3 separate regions of the Sus scrofa genome follow, and regions 1 and 3 are each linked to region 2. The links are chromatin contacts, called in public HiChIP or PLAC-seq maps. All regions are on one chromosome and are shown on one strand. The core of a region is the stretch at or near the end of the contact, and the rest is flanking DNA. Distances in the headings are between cores, read along the strand shown. Region 1 holds the start of MPP1 (55 kDa erythrocyte membrane protein). Region 2 holds the start of CMC4 (cx9C motif-containing protein 4). Region 3 holds the start of CLIC2 (chloride intracellular channel 2).

Evidence for each region. HiChIP or PLAC-seq counts read pairs in DNA pulled down with a chosen protein or histone mark.
Region 1: an H3K27ac HiChIP or PLAC-seq map of skeletal muscle shows a contact between it and region 2. The contact joins the promoter of MPP1 here to the promoter of CMC4 in region 2. A contact is called at or near these places in 2 of 5 promoter capture datasets (liver and skeletal muscle), 1 of 47 Hi-C or Micro-C datasets (heart right ventricle) and 2 of 2 datasets of contacts at active chromatin or transcription factors (alveolar macrophages and skeletal muscle).
Region 3: an H3K27ac HiChIP or PLAC-seq map of alveolar macrophages shows a contact between it and region 2. The contact joins the promoter of CLIC2 here to the promoter of CMC4 in region 2. A contact is called at or near these places in 2 of 2 datasets of contacts at active chromatin or transcription factors (alveolar macrophages and skeletal muscle).

The regions. Positions count from the first base shown.
Region 1 is chrX:125,249,844-125,253,758 of Sscrofa11.1, forward strand. It overlaps MPP1 (55 kDa erythrocyte membrane protein), which reads right to left and starts at 2,541. Exons shown (of 12, transcript XM_021080526.1): 1 at 2,409-2,541.
Region 2 is chrX:125,380,243-125,384,618 of Sscrofa11.1, forward strand. It overlaps CMC4 (cx9C motif-containing protein 4), which reads right to left and starts at 3,030. Exons shown (of 3, transcript XM_021079968.1): 1 at 3,012-3,030. BRCC3 (BRCA1/BRCA2-containing complex subunit 3) reads left to right here and starts at 3,162. Exons shown (of 11, transcript NM_001243023.1): 1 at 3,162-3,364; 2 at 4,039-4,055. The coding sequence starts at 3,242.
Region 3 is chrX:125,558,490-125,562,398 of Sscrofa11.1, forward strand. CLIC2 (chloride intracellular channel 2) reads right to left here and starts at 1,570. Exons shown (of 6, transcript NM_001244428.1): 1 at 1,455-1,570. The coding sequence starts at 1,511. LOC100620916 (histone H2A-Bbd type 2/3-like) reads left to right here and starts at 1,872. Exons shown (of 5, transcript XR_002340766.1): 1 at 1,872-2,668.

The DNA.
Region 1 (3,915 bases), core at 1,291-3,790, 130 kb before region 2:
TCTGAGCGTGGCCAGGGATTGAACCCACGTCCTCATGGATGCCAGTCGGGTTCCTTAACCTCGGAGCCACACGGGAACGCCCTCGCAGACAGCCGTGCACGAGGTCTGGGCAAGGAGTCCCGGGTGAGGCAAAGTGAGTGTGTTCCCAACGACCCGAAAGGACCACGACGCTCTACATAACGCTTATGGGGCGAGTTACACGGTTGTACGTATGCATCCGGCAAATAGCACTGAACCGCACAAATTCGTGCATTATGTGTACACCGACTATAACTCAATACAATTGCTGGAAGTAAATTTAAAGGAGTTTTTTGCCCTCCCCCCCCCAGGGGTGTGTGTGTAGGGCGGTGGTTGTGAAGCCTCAGCCAAGTGAGCTGATGGTGAGGAAGAAAAAAAAAATCACATGTCCGAGCTTATGAGGAACCAAGTGGTTTGAGACTGTGATTTCCTCCTAGTGCCTAACTTCCAATTCCGTGCCCTCATCGGAATAACTGCAGTGTCCTGCTCAGCCTGGCACGCATTTCAGCCTCGACTATCGAGGTCTTGACTTGAAAGGACAGGCAGGTGCGAACACTGCACTCTGGTGCAGAATCTAAACCACAGGCAGGATGTGCGCTGTGCCTCAGCTCTGCAGATACAAAATCGTTCCCCACAGCCCCAGTCTGCTTTCCCTGAGGATCTTCGGTCCTTCATCCGCGCAAGGAGAAGGCGAGGCCGACGCTCACGGCCAGCTCTCCCGTCTCCAACTCATCCAGCAAACATTTCGGAAGGCCCACTTACTAGGCATTTAACTTGTAAAAAGCGAGTGTGAAACAGCCCTGCCCTGTGGTGCACGAGAGATTCCCACTGTGAGTTCGGACCCTGGGTTCTCAAAGGCCACCGTGCTTCTGCCCGGCGCGCTCTCTGTTTCTCTGTCCCTGCGGCCGCTCTCTCTTGGTACCTGGCCACCAGGCTGCGCGGAGGGGCGCTGGCCTGTGCCGGCTGGTGGCTGCAATGAGAGATGCGCCCGCGGGAGAGACCTACGTGCTGCGTGCGAGCCGCATCTACGAGTATGAGATAAGAAGAAGACGACCAGCCTCCCCTCTGGGCGTCTTTGGGGACAGTGGTTGGGAGCTCTGTCCCGGCCACCCCGGGAGTCTGGAGGGCAGAATCATCTCCGAAAGGATCCTCCGCCGGCCGGCACCAGGGGCCCTGCCGAAATGCAGAGGCCGGTGAGCGAGCACTTTAGAGCCGGGGTTGGCTTTCACAGCCTTTTTGCTGACACAAAAACAAGCATCTCAACAACACCGAGCGGACCTACTCCCAGATCTGCTCCTTCGTGTCTCTCCGTTACCCAGACTTCCGTCCACAGAGAAGTTTTCCTTGACCTTAAGACGCTCCCTGGCCAGGCCGCGGCCTCTCCGTTTCCCGCCCAGAGGTTCCGTTGGGGGCAACAACCCATCGCGCCCGAGGTCCCGCACGGAACCCCGGGGGCGGGACCTCCGCCCGGGGGGCAGGACCCCCGAGGACAGGGCCGCGGCGGGCGGCGCGGCCTAGAGACGCGGGCCGGCCCCTCCTGCTGCGCCCGGGGGATCCGGGGGCCGCTCACCTCGGGCCGGCTGCGCTTCTGCAGCAAGTGCTCCAGGTAGAGGTCGGAGAGCGCCGTGCGCATGCTGCCCCCGCCCTCGCTCTCGCTCGCCTTGAGCGTCATCCTGCGGGAGCCGGGGCGCGGGGACGCGGGGACGCAGAGACTCGGGGCCGGGCAGAGCCTGGAGTGCGAGCGCCCCGGGCCTGCGGCGCGGAGGCGGCGGAGGCGGCGGAGACCGAGGGAACGCGGCGCGGCTGGGCCCGTCACCACCCCGCGGGCGGCGCGCCGGGCGGGCGTGGGAGGAGCCCCGCCCCGCCCCCGAGCCCGCCTCCCGCCCCGCCCCCGAGCCCGCCTCCCGGGCCCGGACTGGGCGGGGCCTCCCCCACCCCGCCCGCTCGAGCTCGGGCTCTTCGTCTCCCCGAGCTCGCGGGGGCGGCGCGGAAGCGTCCGCGGGCTGTGCTGGCGGCCGCTCCAACTCCAGGCTCTACCCGGAAATCGACGCCGGCACAGGACGTTGAGGAAACGCGTTTTCAGGCTCCTGTGCGGCGGGTACACTGTCATCTACGTTTCGCCTGTAGTTCAGCGATGGAAGGAAGACCTGCTTGCCTCCAACGGCAAACTGTTCTTACTTAGGCTGCGTCTCCTACTGTTCACGCCACGAAAAAATTGAGGGATCAGTGGAAGCAAAGTGAGCCAACACTTCTTACAAATCCTAGAGCAGAATTCCTTCGTATCCTGACACCTTCGTAGCTTAAAACTGCAGCCTGAAGGACGAAAGACATTCTGAACGGAACCTTTACTGAGCTTCCAGAACTCAGGGCTGTTCACCATCTGTACACACCTTGACCCCAAGGGAGTAAATTCCCAGTAGAAGCAGTTCGTTACTCTATGCAGTCTTAGTCGGACCTTCCAGGAGCTCAGGGCCAAGAGGAGAAAATCCAAGGGCAAGAGTTTGGAGCCAGATAGCCCAGTGTTTTCTGCTAAAAGCCTGAGCTCACGTGATTGATGGCTCCCTTCACCAATATTACCCTTAAGGAACTATAACAGGAACACACACCCACACTCACACGCGCCCACACGGGGGCGGGGGGGAGACGGAAGAGAGCTATTGAAATTAAGACAGTGGGATGTTGGTGGAGGGATAGAATAATTGAGCAACAAGATGGGTTAGAAAATGAAGAAACACACATTGGCATGTGTGTAACTGTGTAAATGATGCAGGTTCCATGTTAGCTAAGAAAGTAAGTTGTCATTAACTGAAGCTGGAAATGGTTATTTGTATGGAAGACATGAAATGGGAACTCTCCTCCATGCCGCATGGAAAAAAAAGTCTATTCCACATCAATTAAGAATATGTCGAAAACACAACTTTAAAGCTCTTGACAGAAAACATCAGCAAAGAACTTTTAGACTGTGGGATAAAGAAAGATTTCTTAAACAATGCAAATAAACCATTTTCTATAAGATAATACTGACCAATTCGACTTTAAGAAATTTTACTCAACAAAAGACAAACTAAAGGGAGTTCCCTGGTGGTCTACTGGTTAGGATTCCATGCTCTCACCCCTGTGGCCCAGGTTCAATCTCTGATCTGGGAACTGAGACCCCACATCAAGCCACCATGAGCCATGGCCAAAAAAAAATAAAAAATAAAAAAGACAAAGCAAAAAGCAAAAAAAAAGTCCAGATGTGCATCGGAAGAAAATATTTTCAATACATGCACGTGATGAAGAATTCCTATTGTGAATATATGAAGGACTACAAACTAATAAGAAAAACAGAACCAACTCAGCAGAAAGATGAGTAAAAAAGACAAACATTTCACCGGCGGAGGAACATATATGAACCATAAACATATCAACCTCATTAGTGATCAGACCCCAGTGAAACACCACTGTACATCCATTCCATTATCAAAACTTTCCAAGTCTAACAATATCAAGCGCTGGAGAAGATGTGAATCCATGTGAGTTCTTGAACATTGCCGCTGGGAGTCTAAGTTGGTAATACTGTTTAGGAGAATGGTTTTTCATTATCTTCTAAAGTTGAACATGCATCTACCCTCTGAGCCCGCAGTTCCATCCTAGGGGTAGATATAAATGCCCATTCCAATCAAAAATCTCCACAGATACGTTTTGTGAAGCTTGATAATCTAATTTTAAAGGGCTTGTAAAGAACAAGAATGGCCAAAGTACTCTAGAAGAACAATGCGGGGGGACCCGCCTTCTGGACCACAAGAGCTAGAATAAAGCTGTGTTAATGCAGAGCGTGAGCAATAGACACAGAATCGGCACATAGACCAAAGCGACAGGAGACACAGTAGAAATGGCTACAGGCGACACGGCCGA
Region 2 (4,376 bases), core at 1,780-4,279:
CATTGGAGCTGATGGTCTGCGTTAGTATGAATCACTACAAAGCGGCCTATGAGTCACTACAAAATATTCTCCGAAGAAAAGCCGTGTGATGTGCTGGTGTGACCCAAAGGTCAACATGCTGAGCACCAGCAGGGCGAGCCTGGGAACAAAGCCCAGCGCACAACCCTGGCCTTGCGTGCGCTGCCACTCGGAGACTGCGTGCGGGCCCAGCGAAAGGCAGCTGCAGCCATCCGGGGACGGAGAAGCTCCCCTGTGAGCGTGAATCAACACCATTCTCAGCAGAGAAAGGACCAGCTGCGTGAGAGGGATTCCGATCAAAGCCCACGAAATCACAGGTTGTATGACCAGAACACAGTTTCCCTACATGCGATTCTTAGAATATTTGCCCCTAACTTTTTCCTTGGTCAAATAAGTTTGGGATCTTGTAGAATCACAGAGCACATAAGCATAGTAAAACTCTGGCAAGTTATGCAGTAAAGAAAGTTTATTTTAACATTTCCCAAATTTATTTGACTGGAGAACTTTTTTTTTTTTTTTTTTTTTTTTGCATATTGTACTTGTGCACAAAATTCAGGACCTCGTGAAATGAGATGAATCTCTTAAAACCTCAAGATGAACTTAGGTACAAGGTACAATACACAGAACATAAACCTGTTCCACTCAAGGAATACTACCAGCTGCAAATTCAAATGGATTCATAAAAGTGTTTACATAGCTTTATTACCCATGAATGCACTAAAAGAGACTGTCCCCATGGGGTTACCGCCACGGCCAGGGAGCACACTGGCCTAGGTCGAATATTTATTAGTAAGGCATTTTGTAAACTATGTTTTAAGTAGATGATAAACACAGAAGGGCTTCCTTAGGTAGGTAATGTAAGTAAAACCATTATTTTTCATTTACAGAATCAATTATTTTGTGTCTTCTTAAAAAAAAGTATAAAAAAAAGCAAAAAACCAACAAAAAATAAAGTATAATTTGGTTCAATTTCCAGGTGTTTGAACAGTTTTTGAACATTAAGCAGTTGAGCAGACTTATTTTATTTGAAGGCAATTAATCAACTCATCTAATTACAATGGGGGAAGCTACCAAGAATGCAAGCCCTGGAGTCAGCCTGGTGTGTGTATCAATGCTGATTTTGCCACTTAGTAGCTCTGTGACCTCACAGAAGTTGACCTCTCTACACAGCAGTTTTCTAAGGTGTAGAATGAGACTTAAGGAGCACATCCATCATCACGGTCAGCACTTACTTAGCACTTCCTACAGGTTTTCTCTACATAGCGACCATTGCAAGTTTCACAATCACCGATGACATGGATACTGTTATGATCCCCACTTAAAGATGAGGGAAGTCAGGCACAGAGAAGTTAGGTAAGTTGCATGAGGTAACACAGCTAGGAAGTCGCAGAGGCTGATTCCATTTGGGGCCGTTTACACATACAAGGTACATAAATGCTTAGGAGAGTGTGTAGCACATTATAAAGTTGCCATAAATGTTAATGGGTTTTTTTTCTACTCCAATAAAACATTTAGAGCTGTAAAATGCAGCAACGAGCATTATAAAAGTTAGAGAATGTCATTCTGGAGTATGAGATTGACTAACACCAACCATAGACAAAAGGTGTTTTTCTTCTTGAAGATGCCTAAAAGTGCCTATAAACACACAACGTCCCATCACAAAACACAATAATGAGAACAGCCATACTTGCACCATCAGGGCAGGGCATGATAGCCACCAATAGCACCTGAAAATAAGGCATGGTGTAAAGTTGAAGCTTAAGAGAAAAACGAGGTGGGTCCAATGTGACTGCACACTTGCAATTTTGCCCAAGCTTCCTCATTATCAAAAGTAATCATGGACGCATGTGCCATATGATCCTTAAACATTAGGAAAACCTGGAGGTTGCTGGCAGGTATATTGCAGATATAGTTGCACTGGATGCGGGCCCTATTAGTGGGGAGACTTGTGTTGGAACTGACTTGGGAGAAAAGAGCAAAGCATCAACACCTCTTCGAGGGGCACCCTGGGCATGTTCCCTTTCCAGTACTGCCATGTCGGCCTGGCTTCAAAAGTACCCACGGAATAGAAAACCACATCAAACGAACATAGACCCCGATGGGGCCGTGCAGGCAGCACGGCATAGATTCGTCTTTGATTGAGACTCGTACCTCGAATCCACGTGTAATTCCTTCCTAACCTTGGGAGCTGCAAGGGCGGTCCTTTCCCCTAAGGCATGTTTGTTACGCCTCCAAAGACAATGCCTTTTACCCATCATTTCACCATGTCTGATATCCTCGAGACAAGGAGAGCTGAGGAAACTTGCATCGTGCACATCTGCTGCGATACATCCGACCTTGAATTAAAACTGAAGTTCCCCGTTCCCCTTCCCTGTATCCAACAAACAGATACCTAAAAGCCTCTGCAGAAAGGAGCAGCCGCCAAGCTTAAGAGTGATACTTTTTTAGATACAGTATAGCACTGTTGCTGCCGAGAGGTTACTCACATGAATATAATGTTTCTTGGGCTAATTAATCCGCCTCGAGAGCTGCGAGGCTAAAACTTCTGGTCACCCACCCCGGGCCACTCAAGCCGGGATCGGGACGTGAGCCCGGGACGAGGCGAGGGGCATTCCGGGCCGAGGTCACCAGAACCGAAGTTACAAGGCGCGGGCCGGCAACCGGAAGTGGTCCAGGGAAGGAGAGTTGGACAACATTCGGGGGCCCCTAACTTGGAAACAAAACAAAAGAAAAGAAAACCTTGACTGAGGGCCGAATTGCAAAAGAACGTCCCCTTGGCTCAAGAGGCCGGCGCGCGAGGCGATGTCGCCTCGGAGGGAGGTCCCCGGAGCGAGTAGGCCGCGCAAGACTCTTCTCAACGGGCGGGCAAAATGGGCGCCGGCGCTCGGGAGGCGCCAGCCCGGCCGCCCGGCCGCTCCTTACAGACCACGGCCGCCTGCGGCCCGAGAGCGCCGCCTCCCTGCAGCCCCCCGCGCCCGGCCTGACGTCCCGACCTCGGCCGGCCGCCGCCCTCCGCCGCGCTGGCCACGCCTGCCCCAACCGGCGCGGGCGTCTCCCAGGTGCCGCCGGGCCGGCCCCGCCCCCGCGCGGCCCCGCCCCCGCGCGCCCGCCCCGCGCCCGCCGGCCCCGCCCCCCGGCCCGCCCCCGCGGAACCCGGAGCCGGAGCACTGGGTTGGCCAGGCCCGAGCGGGCCCGAGGCGGACGTGAGCGGGGTCGGACCAAGATGGCGGTGCAGGTGGTGCAGGCGGTGCAAGCGGTTCATCTGGAGTCGGATGCTTTCCTCGTCTGTCTCAACCACGCTCTGAGCACCGAGAAGGAGGAGGTGATGGGCCTGTGCATAGGCGAGGTGAGTCCGTCGGTCAGTTGCCCCGGGCCGGAACTGCGCGGAGTGCTCGGTCCCACCGCGTCCCCGGGTGGGGTGCCGGCGCCGTCCAGGGCTGCGGAGGCCACAGGCTCCCCTGACTTGGCTCCTGGGGTAGATCCTTGGGATGATCCTGTCGCCGGGGTCCCCTTTCCTCCGCTCGCTTCCTGCTCGTTTAGCCTTCCGCGAGCCCCCAGCGAGCCGCAGAAGCCTCAGGGAAGGGGGGCGGGGAGGGGGGGAAGCCTTGCTTTTTCTCTTGCAGTCTGGGTTTTCTCTAGAGCTGGAGTTATCACCCCATTCACCACCACAACCGCAAGTGAGACCCGAAAAACATTATTGCATAACGCGGACGTCGGTGTGTTAGCAAGCGGCTGGCCGCAATTAGGGTCCCTAGCCTCGCCTCGGTTGTTCCCTCTAGAAATCATTTGGAAGGTACCACATAACCCAAGACTTCAGAATTTCCGCTGCGTTCAGTATTGCAGAGGGGCGAAATAGCATGACGAACTAGAGCTTACTTGTGGACAATCCCAAATAAGAATTCTTTACTCCTTCGTGCAGCTGTGCAGGAGCACGTAACCTAAATTTCATGTAGTCTGCATGCATTTACATCTGATAAGCTTAATGTGATCAATAATGTTTTCTGCTCTTTCCCACTCTAGTTGAATGATGACCCAAGGTAAGACCGCATTTGTTTACTCCTGTCTTTTGATCTCTGTGTCCCTGTTAACTTACAATGATCACAAGTTTGGCAATGTTTTTTATAGGTTGTGTTTTAACTTACCATTAGGACCCTGGCTCCCCCGCAATAATACACTTTTACTTCCACCTCAACCCTGACAGTTGCTTTCCGCCTTACTTTCCAGCACGAGGATTTTTGCTTGAGATATTTATGACCCTATGGGGAAAAGATGGGGGGGGGGGGGAGATCACCAGGGAACCTGTTGAAAGCTCTTTGCGCATATTAAGAGACACTGCCCCCTCTTAATCCACTTCTCCA
Region 3 (3,909 bases), core at 320-2,819, 180 kb after region 2:
TCTATGAAGATAAACACAGAGATCAATGCCCCAACAACTGGTTAGAGAAGTTAGAACCGAGTGAGCACGTTCAGACAAAAGAAACACTTTAGTTACCCTATGAAGAGACATAACCTCTGCTTTGGAATTGGTAGATGTTAGAAGCCAGTTAGGAAAATAAAGCTTATTTATACTGTGTCTGAGCAGTCACACATTTGGCTAGAATCCAGAGATAGGAGAAGTAGCTCTTATGTCCCAGAGTCCAGCAAAATATTCTATTTTGCTCTGGAGAATTCAAGAGTGTCGCTCCTATAGTTTTGAAAAGGTAGGTTAATTACATCCTTGGTGTATATATGTGACCAGTTGTTAAATACTTTTAAATGATCGTAAAGTTATTACCTTGGCCAATGACGTTTAACCCCATGTTTGGTAAGCACACGTTATTTAAGGTGCGTTGGTAAGCCATCAAGAGGCAATGTCGTCTCAGAGGCAAGTTAGTTAGACGTTATTGCCTGCGCTTAGTTATCTAGAAACGATGAGGGCAATTTTGAGTCCTGCCACCACCACTGCTACTGACGACACTCCTTTACTGCTATTAACATGTCTCCTACATTGCCGTTAGGAATAAATGAGATGCTATGTGTGTTTAGAAAATGGTCACGCACGACATGAGAGTTTGCTATGGTCATCATTCTGAATACTTCCAACAGTCCATGAAAATACAGAGAAAAATGGTTAACATAGGCCAGGATTTAGGAAACGAATTTCCATTTGGAGTAACCCACACAAAAATTTCTTTTCTCGATGAGCTAATTTAGAAACACATGTTCCTTCCTCCTGCTTTGGGGGTTTTCCAAAGGGCTTTTCTGAAAAGTTAAGACATTAAAACCCCAAACCAGAAACCAACCAAATGACTCGGGCAAAATGCAACAGGCACGCAAGTCCTGGATTTTCCCTGTGTGGCCAAGGGACCTGCTGCAATGTTCGTCCGGCGTGGGCGAGCTTCAGAAAGCTGCGTTTGGACTGCGTGTGGAGCGGAGGCCCTCAGGCCACTCTCGGCCCTCGCCTCCCACATTCAGTCCGCACGAAACACGAAACACAACGGTGAGAGCTTGGAAAGGCCGCAAGCATCATTTCGTCAGGCTCCTTCTTTGGAAAAGTGGAAAAACGAAGAGGGGGACGGGGTTGTCGGAGGTCACGCAGGAAGCCATGAAGAAGGACATTTAGTCGCTCGAACGACCAACAAGTCTAGTTGTCTTTCCACCGTAATTTGCATTTTGCAGATGGGATATTTTTCTATCACCATTTAAGAGCAGCCGAACACTCAGGTGTTCTTCTAGGGCTCAGACTAGGTATATAATGATAAAACTATTTCCTCTCTCTAGTTGAAACGTTGACGTTTTAAAAAAGAAGCTGAGGTTCAAGGTTAATAAAGAATACATTCTGTATACTGTCATTATAGCTAGAAAACTTACCTTCACAAAAAGCTCAATTTCAGGGTCTGCTGGACTGCTGGGCCTGGGACCTGCCATCCTTCTGGTTTTATTTCCAGTCGTCAGCCCCTCACCTTCTGCACACAAATTCTTTTCTTCCCGTTTTATCAAAAGGCTTAAATGAAAGTTGTGCTTTAAGAGGGAAGTCCAGTTTGTAAGAGTCAGAGCTGGGCTGGTCTCTCTTCGAGAGGTGGGGTGCAGAAAATTCTAGATGTTTGAGAGCAGCTCTTGAATTCGTTTTCCTTCTTCCTCTTAACCTAACATTTGAACCAAATAGGAGCTAGAGGGGTGTGTATAAACTGGCTGGCTAGAAGGGTGTGGGTGTTTCCAGAGAGGCTTCAATGCTATGACTCAGCATAGGAAAAACACATACACACAAACACACACATGAAATTCCAATATATCAAGCAGACCAGATGGCCTCTAGGGCCTCCTTTTGAAGCCTGGGCTCCATGCCCAGAAAATGGCCTCTTAGGCTGTTCTTGTAAACTGGCAGCAGCAAAAAGCTCTTCCAGGAAAAGGGCCAGAAATGGCTTGGGTTTTTAACATTGAAAAGGATGTTTATCTAATGACACTGTCTAAGAGGTGGTTTAAAAAGAGTGTACTTCATGCCCCCTCAATTCTGCTGCTGACAAGGTCAGATTTCCCTTTTGGGTTGCAAATTTCACTTCTCTTTTATAATCAAGGAATGTTTGCTGTGTTGGTTGAGTCTGGGGACATCTTTGCTTGTCCCACCTCTCTATTTCTGGGAAGGGCGGACCGGGAGGGATCACTTCCTGCTTGTGGTAACGGTACCAGGAACCACAAGCTGTTTTGTATCTCTGCTTGTTAACACTGGGAACAGCAGTAAACTACCCAGATTGATCACTCACTGGCTGCAGTGTTTTTGGCAGCCGTGCTTTCTGCCTGCCAGGACGAAGAAGGCGGGAGGCGGGCCCTGGAGGAATAACCCCCCTCTGAGAGGAAGAGTCTCTTTCTGCCTGGAGCCAAAGTGAACATAGATCCGCTCGTTGTTGGGGGCCCTGGGGACCCCCTTTCTACGACACCAAAGGTCCCCCGTGCCCATGTGGGCTGTACGTGATGCACCTGCCATCGTCCGCACGTGAAGAATTTACGGATGGGAGGCTCCGGGCAAAACCTGGTCCGTGCCACACCTGCAGGCTTTAGGCAAGGAGTGGCTGCCGATGGGAAGGAAGGTGAGTGCTCTTCGAGGTGTGGGGCCCGATGATTTCCCAGATGGTCGGCAGAGTGAGAGGGACATTCGGATCGACGTCTGCTGAGCTGACCTTGCGGGTGAGCGTGGGCCTGGCTGTTTGTTTGGCAGGACCCGGTGAATGCCTTGGCCATGTTTTTACTCTGTTCATTCATTCTTTCACTCCAAAGACAATCAATGGATGCTCACGCTGTGCCAAGATGCGGATCCACTCACTGAGATTAGCAGTTCAGGAGGACAGTACGTTCGAGAGGACGACGGGCATTCGGCTCTGAGCATGTTGAGTCTGAGGCATCCTCACTCTTCCCCATTCCCACGGCCAGATCAGTACAAAATCCTGTCCCTTCTGCATCCTGAGTGTGTTGTAAACCCATCCACCTCTCTTCGCCCCCACTGCTAGTCAAAAGTTCAACCCAGCAGCATCCTTTATCTATGAATTGGAAAAAATAGCGTGAAAGACCCAACTCCTCGTGTGAGCCTCAGCCCTCCTGGGAAGACCACCTCCCCTCCCGTGGGCACAGCAGCAGCGACAACAGTGCACGACAGCCCAGGGAGCTCTGTGCGGCCCCTGATACATTGTCAAAGACATGGCCTTGTTTTTCCTCCCATTCCCGAGGGGTTTTTAAAGGTTGTATCGAGATGCAGTTTACATACCAGGAAACGGACTCGCTCAAGGATTTTTGGGACGTTTACCGCGTGGTGCCGCCATCGCCATGATCCAGTCTGAGATCTTTCCATCCCCCCATCACATCTCTCCCCTGCCCGTGGGTACCCAGTCCTCTTTACCACCCGAGCCCCTGGCGGCCATGGGTGAGCTTCCTGTCTCTGTGGGTTTCCCTGCCATGGACAGTTCCCGTAAGTGGAATCACACAGCATGCAGGCTTTGGGGACCTGCTTCTTTTCCTTGGTGTGAGGCGTTCGAGGGGCGTCCACGTCGTAGTGTGACTCGGCACTTTATTACTTTTGGGGGGGTGGGGGTGGGGGCGGGGGGGCGCACGCTTGGCATGTGGAAGGCCCCGGGCCAGGGATCAAACCCGCCCCACAGGCGTGGTGTGCACCGCAGCTGTGGCAACACCGGGTCCTTAACCCACTGTGCCACACGGGAACTCGCAGTACGTCATACTTCTGGTGGCCACCCCGTGGTATATAATGTGTGTCTATACCACCTCTTGTTTGTGCACGTCTGGGTGATTTCCACCTTGGGGCCATGGGTGAATAAGGCTG